Linked DNA regions of Mus musculus: region 1 is linked to region 2. A link is a contact called in public HiChIP or PLAC-seq data. All regions are on one chromosome and are shown on one strand. Each heading gives the region's core, a stretch centred on a gene start, on an enhancer-like site or on the middle of the called end of the contact. The rest is flanking DNA. Distances are from core to core; before and after follow the strand shown. Region 1 overlaps Ramp1 (receptor (calcitonin) activity modifying protein 1). Region 2 overlaps Lrrfip1 (leucine rich repeat (in FLII) interacting protein 1).

Region 1 (6,288 bases), core at 2,292-4,791, 120 kb before region 2:
TGGCTTTCCCCAGACCCAGTGGCCTGATGCCCCAATGTAAAGGAGAGGACATGTCTCCCAGCCTCCTTCTCTCCTGATAGGACTCACTGTATGGTCTTTCCCCAGTCACACCATAGCGTCTTCCCAATAGTCTCCATGTTCTCCTTGAAGCGGCTGAGGCACAGCTCCTGGATGAGAGTCCCATAGTCAGGGTCCCGGCAGGCAGTGACCATGAAGAGATGGTGAGCTGTAAAAAAAAAAAACAAAAACAAAAAAACAAAAAAACATACAAGGGCTGTTACCTACTGGCTCTCTCTCATTGCCTTTGGTGGCCTCTTCCATTGCTCCCCGCCTCCATTCCAGCCCATCCCAGGGTCCCAGAAATGTGTGTCTGTGTGATCAGGAGATAACACCTGTCTGAGTTTCATTTTGTTGTGATAAAAGCAACTCCGGGAGGAAGGAACGTAACACAGGTGGTCACATGGCATCCACAGACAAGAGCAGGGAACAGTGAATGCATATGTGTTCATTTGCTTGTGCTCTACTCAGTTTCTCCATTCTGACACAGTTGAGGACCCTCTCTGCCTAGGGAATGGTGCTGCCCACAGTGCAGTTAAGACAGCCTCCCACAGACATGCCCACAGGCCAACCCAATGTAGAAGAGATCCCCTTCTCAGGTAATTCTATGCTGTGTCAGGTTGATAATCAAAACTAGCTACCACTGTGCTTTGAAAAGGCAGCAGGCCTCAGGCACAGCTGGCTGGGGTTGAGCCTAGGCCTGCCGACTTCCAAACAAGGGCTGACCTGAGTCAGTTAGTGATCTAAACATGACAGGAGGAACCACTGCAGCTCCAGGGTGGATTGCAGGAGACCATCCTGGCCCACCTTGTTAATTTAGCACCTAGAGGTGTACCACATTACCCAGCCCTGGGCATATTACCTGTGCCTGGGTGTTTAGCGACCCTAAACCAAGCTGGCGAATTGCAATATGAACTGTGTCTTTCCTCTTTTGTCTGATGAAAATACGAGATCAAAAATCATCCCCGAAGCTCCACATTGCACAAACTCGAAGGTGACCTATTTCCCCAGAGCGGAATGCTAGCTGTGGTTGATGTGAGCTGGTAGAGAGGGCTTCTTTCTCTGGTTCCTGTCCTCATGTTGCCTGATCTCTTTGGGTGGAAAGTCCATCCTCACCTCTGTGAGAGGAAGCTAAGGGTACAGTCATCACATCCTTTGCTCAGAGTCTGGCTGCTTAGCCCCCATCCATCCCTCTCCTAGACCACACTGGGCATCTTCTCCTGATGGGGTCCAGCTCTATTCACCAGCTTAGTCCTTATTCCTGGAAGAGGCTCAGTACAGGGATCTAGTACTGCATAGGGCACTGTGGGAGCCTTGCTGGTCCTTAGAAGAGGGATAGGGGAAAGCCTAGTCTTGTTTAACATCCTGTCTCATGAGAATATCAAGTTGTTCCTCACTGCTCTGGGGACCAGGGAGCCCACTGCAGCAATGGGCAGAGTGACCCAAGGACTGAGCCCAGGTCCCAGGCTCAGGAACACGGTCTGGAGAGGTTGGAGACGCAAGGCCCGTAGGCTCCAGACAGCACAGGGGAGCCAGAGCTGGGCTCTTCAGAACTGTTAGCTCCATCATGTTCTATTGAAGGGTGGCCCTATCATAACTATCTATTTACTGATGAGAAAACCGAGGCCTCACATGAGAAAAGAGTTGAAGTGTCAGTGCCAGAGGTGGTGCAGACCAGAGCTGAATTTGGTCCTGGCTCTCATAGCCCAAGATGTAGCTCTGGTGCTGGCTTGAGATAAGACCCTAGAGAAGCTTGGAGTGAAGTCAAAGGGCAAGGCCTGTCCTTTGAGGTTGTCATGGTGGGGCAGGTAAGGAAGAGCTGAGGAGCACAGAGAGGGTGGGGAACAAAGGGACTGGAGGGTACCACCCAGTGTCACCCACAGTGCTGCCAGGAAGGATACATTAATGGGTGGACCATTGGAAGGATACAGATCTGGCATCTGCCAGCCCAGCCCCGGATACTGAGGCCATGGACACAGCAGAGGCACTGAGTAGCTCACAGAGAGCGAGATGTTTCAAGTTGGGCGGAGAACAGGAGGAGAAAGAGTTCTGATCATAGGAACAGAGCCATCAGCTGCCTGACCAGGACAGATGGACCCCAGGGGACAGGAGATATCCATGAGGGCTGAAGCCCAGCTATGCAGCAGAAACTGGAGTATCCCCTAGAAAGTGATCTCCACACTCATGTGCTTGGCCCACCATGGTCTAGGGAAAAGGGCTGGCATAGGACTGCCTGAGTCTGGACAGGGTGCCCAGCATGGCTAGAATCAGTGTTTCTGAAGCCAGGGTGGTATGGCACCGAGCAAAACTTCACAAAGTGGCACACAGTGAATTCCCTGGCAGTGAGTTGGGCGTGGGACCATCCTTGTATGGTAATAACAGACTCTGGAGCATGTATCTTGACAGTGAGGCCAAAGCAGTGAAACTGAAGCCCTACGTTTAATTAAAAATAAAAAGCCAAATAGCACACCAGAGCCCTGTCCCCAGCAGCATGTGGAACCACGTGTGGCCTGGTGGCAGAGCTCTGCAAATCTGAGCTTGCTCTCACTGCAGGCAGACATGCCACCAGGCTAGTGCCAGCCAGTCTGAGACTCCCCACAGGCATCACTAATCAATAGGTCGAGACTGGATAGGGTAGGATACCCTGGGAGGCTAGCCACTCAGGAAGAGGTTGAAGGAGGTTGTGTCAGGATGGTAGGCTTGGCACAGAGATGCCCACAACTCTGAGATGGGGCTGGTGAGGAAAGGAGCTAGGTGTTGGTACACACTAGAGTCCTGAGAACAAAGCTGAGACCTGGGGACTTTTAGGAAAAGCTAAGGAGTAGCCGTCGTGAGTGGAGACCTGTCCAAGGGAAAGGCTGACAGATGGAAATCGCTCTTGGGAGGCAATCCACAGCCTTCAGTGAGAGACCTCTGCTCTTGAGGGGCCATGGAGGGGCTGCTGGAAGTTTTCTGGGCCCAACCTAGAGCCCTAGGAAACACAGAGGACAGCAAGGCACCACTCCCCAGCAAGTACTTGAACTGCACTTGAGCTCATGAAGCAGCCAGTATATGGATGCTCAGGCCACAAGAGTACAGTGAGCACACCTGGGGACCTCGGAGCCAGCAGCGCACACTTGAGGATCATGTCAGCCACAGTGGAGGCTGGGGAAAGGGTAACACCATCTCTGTCCCACCAGGATCCCCTGTGGAAGCCTTCCTGTGGTAGTCAGGAAGCCTCAAATGTACAGCAAGCTCCAGAAGCTGGGATGAGACCTCGTGTGAGTGTCAAGGGTCCTCTCTCCATTTATCCCCTATACTTTATGGCTCCTGGCACCCAGACCTGCCTTGTACCTCATATGACTCCCCCTTTCATGAACTCCGTGCCCCAAGCTGTCCTCCTCCAGCTGCCCATAGCTGCAGGAAGCCAGCACACCCTCCATAGACATAGACACAGCCACATCCGGGGTGCTCAGGGTGAGGGGGCAAAGACTTTTTTTTAAAACCACATTTGCCCTGCTTTCACCTCCCACTCCTTTCTGACTCACAGGGGCAGTCGTCCCTGGCACGCAGCAGAGTGGCACATACATTTTCACCAAATGCCTGAGATACCCACACACCACTGCCAGGAAACACAGCTAGGAAAGGAAGGCAGGGTACCTGGGGTCACCACTGGTGCAAGGTACTGGCTAGGCAATGGAGAGGATCAAGAGTGACTTGGCCTTCCTTCCTGTTCTGGAAGAGTCAGTTTTAGGGCAGAGAAGGGGGTGCCTCAGGGAAGGTTCTGGGTGCCATGCATTAGAACCCGGTGTGTGCTGATGTCGACACCAAGGATCAGCTAAAGAGATCTGGTGTCCCCAAGTCCCCTGTGAAGGGGCCAGGGAGGGGAATAGGAGATGCACTCCTGTCCTGCAGAGCTAGTACACAGGAGAGACTGTGCTGCCTCTGTGGAGAGATGGTCCCCAACAGAAAAGGGCACTTGGAGGCTGGGGGCCCAGAAGGACCAATCATGTCCCCTCCACACTTCCAGGAGAATGCTTCCCCCCACCCCACCCCCAGCATTCTGCCAAGACAAAAATCTCCTGGATAGTCTTTGGGCCTCCCTGGTCTAGCTGTAGAGCTGACCCTACCTGACCTGGTCCTTGTACCTCCCATTCTTCTCAGATCACCCCTCCACCTCCCAAGGGGGAGACTTGCTATGCTCAGCCCCATCTTTCTTCTGCTAGACTCATAAACTCATCCCTTCCTGCCTTGGAGAGTGTGGATTGGGGCCACGGGCAGCTCCGCAGGCAGAGAGTAGTTTCATTTTGTAATTGGAAGAACATCCTAATCTCTCATAAAGAACAAGCAACAACAAACAGTAAAACTGCCTCAAACTTTAAGCTTTGGAGTCAAAAGGCTGACTCTATGTGCAGGCAAATGTAACCACTGGGGACTGCTGCCTCTGAAACCTAGACGGAGACAATGCTGCTCTCTCAGCTGCCTGTCAGGACAGGCGTGCCCCTCGGCTGTGCATAACTTCAGAATTCAGCATCGCTCCTCTGCTCCTTCTCTCTACTACTATATGTGCCTCAGCTGAGCACACATAGCATCACACACAGAGAGAAGCCATCACGAGTGGATGACATCAGAGTGCTAGTGCCGGCTGCCATCCTGAGCGTGCTTACCACAGACGCTCTGGAGATGTGGGCTCAGGACTTCTCAGGTAGCAGTAACCCACAGGGGGTTCCTAGGGGAACCTCTGTCCTCAGAGGCTCTGAGACTCTAGGGCAGTCCTAGCAGATGACGGTCCCTGCCACATCACAACGATGCCCAGAAGTAACCAGGCACCTGGGAGCAGCATTTGCACGACACTACATCAGTGACAGATGGCTCCCACAAAGGAACTGGAGGTGAAGAGAGCAAGGACATCCCGAGAACATGAGGGCAAGCTGAGAACAATCCTCTGCACCATCTTTCCCCCCACACCAGGTCTTCAGGGCATCTTCTGTCTGTGTGGGTGGCTCTGACATCCCTACAGCTCATCCTACACAGTCCTAGGAGAACAAAGGGTTTTCATTGTTTGACACTAATGGTGGCACCCCAGTTTTGTTTTTTTTTTTGAAAAGCTCTGTCTGGAACCTTTTACCTAGTAGAGGAGGTAAAATGTACATCTTGGCAGCCCAAGGGTCTGTCTCAAGATTAGACCACCTTCTAGGCCACAAAGCATGCTTTAACAAATGTAAAAGAGACAAAGGTAAAAGAGTCAGGAATTTTCTAGTGTCTTATGGGACCACAGTGAAATGAAACTAGAAATAAGTAACAAAACCAATCGCAGAAACTACACAGTCATTCGAACTGAAGAACACACTTTTACATACCTGCCCTGTAGACCAGCTGACATGTTCAACCTCTAGTCTGACTACCTGGGGAGGCAGAGGCAGGTGGATTTCTGTGAGCTCCAGGCCAACAAAGGCTACATAGTGAGGCCTGCTCAAAATTAAAAAAAAAAAAAAAGACTATTAGTCCACTTTCGCTGGTGAGCATAGACATGAAAATGGTCAATCAAATACCTATATATAGAATTCAAGCACACACCAAGACCAAGGTGAGTCATGATCAAGGTAACCAGGGGCTACACAGTTGCTCCAGCATATGAAACCAAGGACTGTAACACAACATAGAAACACACTTTAGGGGTGCCAGAGAGATGGCTCAGCAAGTTCAATTCCCAGCAACCACATGGTGGCTCGCAACCATCTGTAATGGGATCCAATGCCTTCTTCTGGCATTTCTGAAGACAGCTATAGTGTACTTATATAAAATAAATCAATAAATATTTTAAAAAGGAAAGAGAAAAGAAACACACTGTAGGACAGAAATCACCTGATCACCTCTGTAGATGTGGAAAAGGCCTTAGAGAAAGTTCAGTGTCACTTCATGAGGGAACTAAGAACATAAGGAGTAGATTGTAATGTGACAAAGGCTGTATACAGAAAACTATAGACAGGGAAAGCGAAAGCATTTCCTCCAATATCAGAATAAGGAAAGTGAGCATTATGCTCACTCTTCTTTTTTCTGTATCTGCCTGTGTGTATATACACATGACACACGAAGATGCATGTGTCCAAAGCACACACACATGCACACGCACACGCACATGCAGATGTATTCACGTATGCAGTGGCTGTGTGTGGAGAGCAGAGGATGCTTCCCAGCGACCAGACACTGCACACAACACAAATGCCCCTTGAGGGGCCCTTCCTGTTGCTC
Region 2 (5,985 bases), core at 1,549-4,048:
CAAGCCGTGAGGTATGTCAGACCTTATTAAGGGTCCAGGACTAGAACTAGAAATCTGACATTTGATTTATATGGGAAAGCACAGGTAAACACAGTCATCGTTCGACTATTAATAAATGCAGCACCACCAACCAAAAATGAATATACAGTCAGTGGCATCGAGACACACGTCTTTCCATCAGTCTAAACTCTCGGTCAAATCAGTCCAAGGACCCCCACAATACCCCTACATGCTATTCCTATCTGGTGAGCCCATCAATAAGTTCAGATCTACTCAACCGGTCCTGAAGCACAGCTTGAGGTTGCTGCTGCATTGGCTCCTGCCATCTGTGTGGCTGACGGTCCTTACCAGGGACACCTAGAGTACCCTGGGTCTGAATACCGCTCATTGTCCTAAGACCTGGTGACAGACCTGCACCCCAGCACTTCTGCCTTTCCCATATTTGCTCTCTTCATGCTCTGCAAGCTCTCCTGAGGGACCCCAACTTTGGCACGGGCTTGAGGCCTCCTCAGCTCGTCCAGGCTGCCTTAGCTCCAACCCTTTTCTCTATGAAAGCCATTCCCTCTCAGCAGCAGCGTGACCCGGAGAAAGCAAGGATCACATTTCCCAGTTTTATAACAAAATATCAACCCCACTGGCTAAACACTGGTCATCCAAAGCATATTCATTTCTCCTTAATCAACAACTTAAAATGCCAGTGCCCTGGGCTATCAGATGGTATGAGCTCCAGCTGGGTCTGATGCTGCTAATAATAGCCTGGACTGAGAAGGCAGGCAGAGCGGTCTGTGAGGGGCTGTGGGGTTGGGCTGGAAGCTTGGGCTGTTAGCTGTTCCCTCTCTTCTCTATAGACTTGCCCGCTGACACTGAACACACGTATGTATGTAAGCATATATGTGTACCGCCTGGACTAGGCCAGATCTGGGACAGCTAGATGGACAGCTATTGCTTCTCTTCCTATGTGGTCCCTGCTACAGGTGTGGACTCTGTCTGGCAAATTCTGCTTCAAAAGCAGCATGAGAAGATATTTGGTGTCCTTCTGCTCAAATAAAAAGTGTAAGGACTCACTAATTTCTTCCTGGTGGTGGGCACTGCCACACTCACAGCTAACTGCCCAGGGGTTTGTAGAAGCTTTAAAAAATATAATCGTGCACATATGCCAATCAATGCTACCCATCAGTAAGAATGAATACAGTTTCAAGTATTACTTAGTGGATGCATGTAGACATACCACACAACTCACCTTGACCTTTGTGGGAATTGTACATCTTGGTGAAAGTCACCCAACCTAACAGTATGAGCATGACGTGGGGCCAGCTCACAGCCTCATCGTATGCCACTGCCCAGAGTTCTTGGTTTGTCTCTGATAAGAGTGGAAACAGACAGCGGGGAGGCACATCATGCACTGGAAGGACAGTGAGACATGAAGTGCAGCTGACCCCCAGAACTAGCAGAGCAGCAAAACACCCTGGGAATTTTGGCAGATTGCTAGGGCTGGGTCTGGGGCTCAGTATGGAATACCTAGCATATATGAGAACCCGGGTTCAATCCCCATTGCTGCCAAAAGGAAAAAGAGAAAGAAAAAAAGAGCAAAGGACTGTGGGAAAATCAGGGTGAGGGGATAGTAGAGAAGCCTAGAGCATGGGGAGCAGTCTTGGAGGGGGTGCTCCCATAGGACTCTTGGCTCGGCAGATGACAAGAGCTACCCTCTGTAACCCTAAGAAACAGCAGCCTCCAGCCACAGAACTATCTACCTCTCCATGCAACTACTCTGTGGCTCCCACAGTCAATGGGAAGGGTTAGCAGGGCCCTGCACACAGTAGGCCCACAAGTGTCTACTGAACGAGCAGAAATGTTTCACAGAGAAAATGATAGCAGGAGGTCTGAGAAATAGCTGGGACTTGGTTATTAAAATAAAAATTAAATATTCAGTCCAAATAAATTGGCCCAGTTTGTACGATGCAGCCACGTTAGCCGAGGAGCTCAAGTTGGGATGGTTCCCTGGGCCTGGGCGGGGCCCGCTCAGAGGTGCGTGACAGTGGCCTACAAAGCAGTAGGCTCTTTTCCTATTTTCCATTTGTGGGCCCAGATATTTGTCTCTGGTGAGTTTCCTGAAGATGTTTCCTGGTGGGAGCAGCCAGACAGGTGTTTACCTGGCCTGACTCCCCTTAGGCCCACATGACCCTCGGCCAAGAGACCAGGAGAGGGAGGCACGTCAGTTAACTCGAGGGGCTGTGAATCACAGTTCATGTGGTAAAGCCCAAATAATTAACGCAGAACCCAGGACCACTTATTTTCTGATTTTTGAAAAATAAACCTGCTCAGAAGGGAGACAGATGCTAGGAAAACACTGACCCCAAGCTTTTCCCAGAGAACTAAAAGAAAAAAAACACACATAAGGCCAGGTGGTGGTGGCATCCGCTTCTAATTGCAGTACTTGGGAGGCAAAGAGGCAGGGGGATCTCTGTGAATTTGAGGCCAGCCTAATCTACAGAGGTAGTCCCAGGACAGCCAAGGCTACATAGAAAGACCTTGTCTCAACAAACAAACAAAAACCACACAAAAGTACCAACTTCTAAATGTAAAATCACAAAGACTAAACACATTACACTTTTGAAATTTTTTCATTTGTATTTGTAACCGGAAAGAAAAAAATGAGTCATTTTCCAATACTGGGTTACTTTTCTGCTCATAGCTTAGCATAAAGGAGACGCTTGCCAAACCTATCTAAAGGTCACTCTGTAATCACCACAGGGTAGGGGTGAGGTCCCTCCCTGTGGTGACTGCCCTGACTGCCTTCCCCACACTGGGGCTCTGGTTACCCCTTTTAGGCTGTGGCTCCCAACACTCTACAGCTACCCACACGCTATCTCCAAGTTTCCTTCCCCAAATCAAGTCTGGCCACATCCCCTCTTCTGCTGATATATTTCCTCCTGGGATGGCAAAGCCCCCAGGCCGAGGATGGTGAACATCTTAAGCTGTGGATCCGCCACCCCTACAGTACACGTGACAGGTTTGGGACTTGCTGATCTGGAGGAGGAACCTGCTGGTCTTAAGAGAATTTGGAATCCCAAGCTTCCATCTGAAGTTACACAGACAATGAGCATCAGCTGGGGTCCATTAACAGAACCAGAACCTGTACATGGAGGACGACTCCAGCAGCTGGTCTCAAATCTGCATGGCCAAGCTCAGTAGCATGTGGCTGAAGCAAATACTCCCCCAGAGGGATCATTTATCAGTTACAGGAAAGGTTGTGAAGAAGCCAGGACCCTAACGTACTTACAGAGCCCACACGCTGGCTGTTGGAACAAAATTCTGACTCAAGGTTTTAAAAACCCACAGTAGACAAGATGAAGGGTTGAAGGTACTGATGACCACCCCGGTCCCCTAGAACACATTTATTTGTTCCTGTGGCTACTTATTCCAAAGTTTACACTAACCATTGATAGATACTAATAAGCCTCAAAGCAATTTTGTTTTTAAAGGAAAGAAGTTGACCAATTAAATTAAAAGAAAATCATTTTGGTCTTTTCTGGTTCTAAGAGGATCCAGACCCTACTCCCCCGCCCCCCAACGCCCTGTTAGAAGCCCAAACCCAATCCTCTCAAGCTCCTCTCAGCTAGAAAGCTGTCCTAGGAACTACGACTAAAGGGCAAGCTCTCAGGCTGCGAGCATCTCTCTGGCTCCATTAGGTCTCCAGTTGGACAGCCATGCCTAGCATCTGTGCTAAGTGCACACCAGGGCTAACCTGGAACAGATGTCCAGCATTCATGCTGTGTGCACTCTGGGGCTAATCTGGAACAAGAACTACAAGGAGCACACGCATTCCAAGCTGGAGCAACACTAAGGTGACAATGACGAGAGCAGGTGCCCAACAGCAGCAGGTACGCTGTCTTCACAGTCCTGAAAGAGAAAGAGCCAACCTCGGAACACTCAGCCCCCATTACCTCTTTCTGCTGCCGTTCCAGCTCCTTCATCCGGATCTCTCGAGCCTCGGCTCGGGCTGCACGCTTCGCTGCGAGCCTGGCCTCCGCCTGAAACAGACCCAGAAACCTTGTTAGAGAACAGACCAGGCAACTTCCGGGCATGTAGTTAATGACACAGTAGAGAGAAAATCTTGTTTAGGGCTTAACAAGCACACTGTGTGATTCACAGATGCACCGGAGAGGCAGGGTTGTCAGGAGTAGGAAGAAGGGGAGCTCCGCCTTTATCTAGTTTCAATTAGCTGGGTGGGGTCCACCAAAGTCCAAAAACCTTACATGGGAAATCTCAGAAATAAAGGATTATTTAAACATGTCCGATGCTGAGCCGCGTGATCAAATCCGGCACCATTTTGTTCTGCCTCGCTTTGCCCAGAGTTTCCACCATCTGCCTGTTAGTTACCGTCAGCTCCGCGCCAGCAACAGCCAGAACCTGTCTTGAGGTTGCCTGCCCTCATTTCACTTAGCAATGGCCCCCAAGCACAGGGAATGGTGATTCTGACAGTTTCCATATGCCAAAGAAGAGGTTAGAAGTACTTCCCTTTAATAAAGACGTGAAAGTTCCTGACGCCAAAAGGAAAGGAAAAGCCTATGCTGAGACTGCCATGGTCTGCAACATTGTTGTTACTGTGCCCGGCTTAGACATAAAGATCCATCATAGGCACATATGTCCAGGAGAAACACAGCTCAGCAGAGTTTGGCACCATCTGCTGTCCCCTGAGGACAGGAGGACGACCACTGAGCCCTAACCAAATGCCAGGTGGATGCTGTCCTAAGAGCTTCTTTTATGTTGTATGACACATTCCTTAGCCCTGTCCCGTATCAGAGTCCGGGGTTCCTACAGGGCCCCAGTCTGACAGCCTCACAGACAGACAGATCTACTCTGTGAGACTCCTGCCAATCCCTCGTGGCCCACCCTGCTGCCCTATGACTTCCCTCTCCCCTGTAAGAAGCTCGGGTTCTCCCAAGGGCACAGTGGAGGGCTCTGGATGGTAGAGACCCTGGCTGTCAGAACACATCTGACTAGGCCAACTAAGGGGTTATAGATGGCATTTTGACCCCGTTGCATGTCTATAGACCATATGAATGTTCTTATCTCATACATCCCAGCATCGAAGGAAGTACAAGGCAGAATGTTCAAGAATTCAGGTATTCTCTGGGATCAAGTCACTCCTTCTTGGCAGGTAAGCTCCCTTGATACACAGTCAATAATTCTTCTACCCACAACTCTGGAGTTTTGCAATGTCTCACTGATTCCCTGGTCATTTTAAAACAGCACTCTCTGGGCAGCCCTCAACTGGCTAGTGGGGCTGGCCAGGAAGTGGCAAGAGCCTCAGCGTGCCTGGCTTCCCCAGAGGCACACTCCCATAGGTGATAGGTACTGAGGGCTGACCTGCATACTACCTCCCTGACTGACTGTATGTATGTATATATGTACACACACATATACATGCACACACACACACACACACACACACACTATATATATATATATATATATATATATATATATATATATATCAGAAGACAAACTAGTCTTTCCTTTTCCCTTCCTTCCTCTTTTAAAATTTTTTCATTGTTGATTCTTGTACTTGTAAAAGACCAAGGTCTTGCTATCTCCATAGCCCAGGCCAACCCGAAATTCACCATCCTCCTGCCTCAGCCCTCCCACACCCTGGCATGCTGGGATTTCAGGAGTTCACAATCATACCCATCCCTGATCTCATTCAACTCTAATCTAAGTTGAATTCTAATCTAAATTGAGTCACAAGGGATTTCTTTCCGACTTCCAAGGAGTTGACTTCATAGCAGACTTTGTGTGGCCCCTTATCAGTCCAAGCCCAGGTTTTTCAAATCAAAGGGTAATCAACACTGAGGCCTGGGCTGCAGCTGGAACACAGTGGTGGGGCACTGCCTTGTCATGGCTGTGTCAGAACTCTGGCTCTTGGTGTCATTTTGAAGGTTCCACACCAGGCACATGGGTTACTTGAGGTCTGTAAGAGCCAAG

Evidence for each region. HiChIP or PLAC-seq counts read pairs in DNA pulled down with a chosen protein or histone mark.
Region 1: a contact with region 2 is called in an HNF4G HiChIP or PLAC-seq map of pancreatic cancer cells. The contact joins two enhancer-like sites. A contact is called at or near these places in 1 of 484 Hi-C or Micro-C datasets (CD4 T cells) and 6 of 115 datasets of contacts at active chromatin or transcription factors (the HPC-7 cell line, effector CD8 T cells, epiblast stem cells and 3 more).

What each region holds. Positions count from the first base shown.
Region 1 is chr1:91,190,709-91,196,996 of GRCm38.p6, reverse strand. It overlaps Ramp1 (receptor (calcitonin) activity modifying protein 1), which reads right to left. Exons shown (of 3, transcript NM_016894.3): 2 at 88-226. Among named protein-coding and RNA genes, the nearest start is that of Ramp1, 14 kb to the right of the region's middle. Within about 2 kb of position 3,541, at least 76 of the 459 cell types and tissues checked have an H3K27ac peak or open chromatin away from gene starts, as enhancers often do. A contact at or near this core is called in the HPC-7 cell line and pancreatic cancer cells, where this site is marked.
Region 2 is chr1:91,066,609-91,072,593 of GRCm38.p6, reverse strand. It overlaps Lrrfip1 (leucine rich repeat (in FLII) interacting protein 1), which reads right to left. Exons shown (of 25, transcript NM_001310732.1): 2 at 3,945-4,031. Among named protein-coding and RNA genes, the nearest start is that of Lrrfip1, 16 kb to the right of the region's middle. Within about 2 kb of position 2,798, at least 38 of the 459 cell types and tissues checked have an H3K27ac peak or open chromatin away from gene starts, as enhancers often do. A contact at or near this core is called in the HPC-7 cell line and pancreatic cancer cells, where this site is marked.